Linked DNA regions of Mus musculus: region 2 is linked to region 1. The links are chromatin contacts, called in public Hi-C maps. All regions are on one chromosome and are shown on one strand. The core of a region is the stretch at or near the end of the contact, and the rest is flanking DNA. Distances in the headings are between cores, read along the strand shown. Region 1 has its middle 4.3 kb from the start of Abcg3. Region 2 has its middle 13 kb from the start of Gbp4.

Region 1 (2,746 bases), core at 40-2,539:
AACCCAGAAGAAGGTGTCAAATCCCCTAGAACTTAAGTTAGAGAAAGCTGTGAGCCACCATATTGGTACTGGGAATTAAATCCAGGTCCTCAGGAAGAGCAGCCAGTGGTCTTAATCACTGATCCATCTTCCAGACCAATCCAGGTATGTTTATATACAAACATTTGTCAAACTATAATTCTTATTAACTCACAGTAAGCTGAAATAGATGGATGTCAGAAACATACCTGACCTATGGTACATCTTCCTCATTTTTCCCCTTTTTTATTAAATTACTATTAAATACTCTATTTAATATACTATTAAATATTTATTATTAAATTATTATTAAATATTCTCATATGCGGGGAAGGGTTGTACACACCTTGAACCCCAGCAGTATAGAGGCAGATTCTTTCTTTATGGCCTTAAAGGTAAGTGATTTTCTATAAATTTCATGATTGTATATACCATCTCCCACGGTAAAAATTTTTAGGAATAAGAACCATTTTACTGGCTTTCATACTTGGTGAAAAATGTGTCCTTAGGACAGAAGCAAACCCATCACACAGAGAGTCCCTGGCTTGTGATGGTTGACTCAGCCATTTCTCAATTTCAAGATGATGTTATGGCCATGTATACTTTTTAGAAACTGTACTTTCACTTTTTAAAAGTGTGTTTTTGTTGTTGTTGTTGCTTGCTTGCTTGTTTGTATGTTTGAGCAGGATCTTCATGGACTAAAACCAGTGAGTTGCTCTGTAGTCCAGGTTGTTCTCAAACTCATGGTCCTTACGCCTTAATCCTTACTCTGTAGCTCCTACAAGCTTGTACCACCACACCAGGCTGCACTCTGAACTGTGAATTTTGATATTTGCTGTGTTGAGCGGCTGCAATAAGTTGTGGCTCCCAGTCAGTCACGTGATCAGAAAGACAATTGAGTGACACATTTCATTGTGCTGCAAGTTATTGCCTTCAGTTGTCTAGTGCTTAGGTATGTTAAATGCATTTGTAAACTGTCAATACTTTCAACTTACAGCGGATTTATAAGGGTCGGTGTAATATCCTTATAGGTAGACCTGTATAAAAAAAAATAATAATACATACAGGGGATAGAAGTGCATGATGTGAAGACAGGACTGGCAACTTCAACAAAGTGACAGGACTCAACATTAATTCACAAAGATTAGTAGCCTTCCCATACACAATGGCAAATGATCTGGGAAAGAAATCAGGGAAACTGTGCCATACTTCCCAAGACAGTCTCAAATAGCTGGCAAGCTTGTTTAAAGGAGGAACCTTCTCAGAGAAATGACTAAAGCAGAGCAGGAGAAGTCACCACTAGGAGGCAGTATGCTCCTCACTTACAGTAACTACTTTCACTTCTGCCCAATTTCCCAGAATTACAGTTTTTAAAATATTTCTCCCCAGGAATAACTTCTCAAACAGAAAATATCTGTTGTGTTTTTTTCTTTACCGTTGGAAACCTAGTAATCTAGAGGTGTAGCTCCCAAGTGATCTTGATTGAACATTTAGAATTAATTATGTTTTTATTAGTTGTCAAATAATTAGAGAAAGATGACACCTGAGATTTGTAAGAGGAATTATTGTCACTTGGGGAGGAGCAGGGATCTGTCTGCCGCAGCTTTAGACTTCTGCATGGAGGGGTAATCCTTGGGTTTTGCACAGCTCATCAAGGCACACATCCTCCAGTTCCTGTTGTAGCTGAGTAGAGTGGTCATATCCTTGCTGCTCAGCTCAATGCCAAAGACCTTAAAGTTCTCAGCAATATGCTCTGGAGTCACAGAATTGGGGATCACTACCAAGTTCTTCTGAATGGGGAACAGGATCACTATCTGGGCTGCAGTTTTATTGCACTTGGCTGCAATTGCCTTGATCCTGGATCCTCCAGGAGAGAAGGGTCTTCAGGCTTGGCCCAGGGCCTATCAGGAGAACCAAGGGGGACTGTATGTAGTCACCATGATGCCTTTGCAATGGCCGTACTCAATCGACTTCTCCTGAGTTAGGTATGAGTGGCACTTGATCTGGTTAACTGCAGGCTTATATTTTAAGCCAGGTTTGTTCAAGATCCTCTCAATCTGAAGAGGGTTGAAGTTGGAGATACCAATTGTTAGAGGCAGCCTTGCTCCTGCAGTTCCCCTCAATCCTGTCTCAGCAGTGCCACTCAACTGACAAGAACTGGACACATCCCTGCTTTGCTCCAGACCAGAGACTCCCCTAACCTTAGTGGAATCCAAGAACCTGCTGACATGAACTTCTTCCCAGTCCTGGTGTGGACTCTGTGTGCATTCTACCTGAGCCTGCAAATGGGTGGCCGTGCTGACCCAACAGATGAATAGGGGGAGAGTTCACTGAAGTAGAATTAAGGTACCAGTTTACCTCCATGCTGCTGACCTGCTCCTTTGTCCCTTTATCACTCTGAGTTCTGCACCAAATGTCTAGGAGAATAAATTAAGGACCCTGAAGCTAGGTGCCTGGACATGGCCCAGTCTCCAAGGGGCACTCCCTTGTTTAATCCTTCCTGTGAAAACACAATGGTTCACTCTGCAGCTCCCCCCGCCCTGCTTTGTGTTTCAACCTTTAGTTTGAGGCCAAGAAGAGCAAAAAGTCAGAGGCTGAGAGAGAAGCCAGATTGAATCACTCAGCTTGGAGAGGAGTTTGAGCCAGAACAGCTGAGTTGAGCAGCCAGTCAGAGCTCAGAAAGAACAGGAAAGGGTGAGCTTATTCAGCAGTAAGTCTTAGAGGCTGA
Region 2 (2,775 bases), core at 213-2,712, 170 kb after region 1:
CTGAATACTGTAATGCTCCCACATTGATAATGGACTGAAACCCTGAACCTGTAAGCCAGCCCCAAATATATGGTGTCATTTATAAGACTTGCCTTGGTCATGGTGTCTGTTCACAGCAGTAAAACCCTAAGGCAGCCAGCAAGTATTTATGGTCTATGAGATATTGAAAGATCCCCGAGGGAGAATGTGATCCACCAGCACCCACAGAAGTGATGTCAGGTCATTGGTTTCATGATATGAAAGGGTTTTCCAGAGTCTGCTATGGACTTCAGTTTTGATTTGGCAAAACAAATAGTAGCTTAGAAGTTGACCTCTTGGGCAAATGGCTCTTGACACTTCCACTTTCTGTCTGAGTTGGATTTGCATGCTCTTCCATTTCAGGAACCTTCATGTTTTCACACAGAAAGTCAGCAAAACACACTCAAGATAAAACAGGAAATCTGGAGTAACTATGCCAAAGAAAATTAATGTAGATTCAGCCATTCAAGACACTTAATAGGATATAAGTAAGACATAGCTCTGTTGTGGCTATATCTATGATAGTGAAGGTGACTATATGCACATTGGGCATTGTTTGAAATGGGTAGAATTAGCTTCAAATGTAGTTTTGACCCAACCTCGGGAAGTATTCAGCTGATACTTTGGTACAATTATTATGAAAAACCTCAGTGGTTCAAATATATTGAAATCACGTGTTATTTCTAATGACTTGAGACCTCATCAATTCTTGTTGCTAAGAAATTACTAATTTATCTTGAAGACTAACCGACTGTATTCAAAACTTCAATCCAAGGGAGGTCAGTATAGCTGCTAATCACCAACAAGTGAGGGAGGAAATTATATTCTGGTCAGGCCATACTTTGATCACTGAGGCATGCTGTCAAAAAAAAAAAAAGTCACGTACTTTTAGCAAATTTTTCCTCAGAAATTTGCAAGAAATGACTAGAAGTAGTTTCCATAGATACTTAACAGGATGCCTTTCTCTGAAGGGATATAAAGGTACATCTGTGTACATGTGCACATGGGAACGTAATGTATCGAGACTATTTGGTATTGCTGTATGTGTATGTATTTAGAGCTGACCACTAATGACTAGATAATCTAAGACCCGGATCCTGCTTGGAGAACACTGATTCTCCCTCTCAGCAGCATTGATTGCCTATAGATATTCATCTAGGTGGTGGGCTTTTGAAATTCCCCTAATGTGGCAATCTTCCCTGTGAGGATTTCCTCCCATAGTGCTATGTACACTGCCAGGGATAAAAGCAGTCAGTAGTCCTACCCTGAGCTTGCTAACATCTTTCTGACAGCTGGAAGACAGACTGGAGCTCCTCAAACCAACCACAGAGCACCATCAGTACAATAGCAGCAGCCACAGCAAAAGAAACAAGAGCCCAGGCTGAGCAAAATCTGTACTACAGAAGAAAGGAGCAGGCAGCAGGCTGCAAAGACTATAGCAGTACCCAGAACTGCTAGAATCCTGTGACAAGTATCTGCAGAAGGCTTAGGCTTGGGCAGTGTTTCCTGCTTAGTCTTACTTTCTTTATATGTTCACATTCAGACAATCTGGACCCAAGTGATCCTGAAATCTGTCTTCTGACTGGAACATCATACCCTGTGGCATGTGTATACATGTGCATGACCACGACTGAATGAAAACATATAACTTTTTGCAGGAAAAAAAGACTGACCAGGCATTGACTAAACCTGAGAAAAAGTACCTCAAAGCCTAGGGCTTCTCCCTCTATCTAGAGTTCACTGAAGCTTCAGGACTTGTCCTACAATTGCAGGCCAGGGGACAGGCTTTGCCTCAGCCTCTGCTGCTATTCCTGCTGTCTACTAACAAGAATTCATTTAAAGATCCAGACTTCCCGCATCAGCAACCAGGGTTGCCATCACACTTCTCACAATGGTACTGGATCTCTGCTAACAGCCACGACTCTCAAGAATTCAAATGCACTCCAAATGTATTGGTGAATGCCTGTGGCAATCAGTTTTATTCCATTTAAAATGTTAAACCTGAGTTAGTAATCAAACATCTTATTTTAGACTGTCTATGAGTGACAGTTGAGGCATTATCATCCCATGTAGCATAACTCAGTTTATTATATACATATATCCCATCATCTGAGATATATGTATATAATAAACTGGCCAGGTAGTATATCCTCAACTTCTATAAGTAACATCTATGTCTTGAGGTGGCAACAGATGTTTAATTGGACCTGATATCCATAGAATAATAACAAAATAAAGTAAAATTTGATTTGATATCTGCCTACCTCATATTTTGAGAAAGTAGCTGACATACTCCAGTAGGAGATACTCACTGCTAAACACTCCAGCAGGTCAGGAAGTGTGTGTGTGTGTGTGTGTGTGTGTGTGTGTGTGTTTGTGTGTGCGTGTGTGTTATACTGAGATATGGAGAGTATATGTTTGAGAGCTCTGACATCTCAGTAGATACACTGGGGTACACAATGTATCTACCACCTGTGTTTTTAAGGACTGAAATGTTTGAAGTCATAATATATCTTTTACATTTGCCTTCTCTGTACATTTGAGAAAATACTCACAACTAACACACTTATTTCTTGTAGACTTGGCCACAATAGAAAATGTTTGGTCCTTTGATGGCTTTGCTTTCTAGAAAGTATCTAATACAAACCCTGTAAATGCTACCTTCCTTCCATCTAAACATGTGATAGGATTCCCCCCTGTTCTGCCTTCTCAGTTCACAGCTCTTCTCCTCTCCCTGTTGAAGTATCTCAGTCATTG

Evidence for each region. Hi-C and Micro-C count contacts between places; a contact is called where the count stands out from the background.
Region 2: a contact with region 1 is called in a Hi-C map of Kupffer cells, with 4 times the contacts expected there. The contact joins two enhancer-like sites. A contact is called at or near these places in 8 of 39 promoter capture datasets (the C10 cell line, embryonic stem cells, frontonasal cranial neural crest and 3 more), 2 of 15 datasets of contacts at CTCF or cohesin (large pre-B cells and pro-B cells), 37 of 484 Hi-C or Micro-C datasets (B cells, the Ba/F3 cell line, the C10 cell line and 19 more), 12 of 115 datasets of contacts at active chromatin or transcription factors (the 230-238 cell line, bone marrow-derived dendritic cells, cardiomyocytes and 8 more) and 3 of 9 other capture datasets (adipose tissue, embryonic stem cells and liver).

What each region holds. Positions count from the first base shown.
Region 1 is chr5:104,985,597-104,988,342 of GRCm38.p6, forward strand. No RefSeq gene overlaps it. Among named protein-coding and RNA genes, the nearest start is that of Abcg3, 4.3 kb to the left of the region's middle. Within about 2 kb of position 1,290, at least 12 of the 459 cell types and tissues checked have an H3K27ac peak or open chromatin away from gene starts, as enhancers often do. A contact at or near this core is called in CD8 T cells, Kupffer cells and regulatory T cells, where this site is marked.
Region 2 is chr5:105,150,704-105,153,478 of GRCm38.p6, forward strand. No RefSeq gene overlaps it. Among named protein-coding and RNA genes, the nearest start is that of Gbp4, 13 kb to the left of the region's middle. Within about 2 kb of position 1,463, at least 14 of the 459 cell types and tissues checked have an H3K27ac peak or open chromatin away from gene starts, as enhancers often do. A contact at or near this core is called in CD8 T cells, Kupffer cells and regulatory T cells, where this site is marked.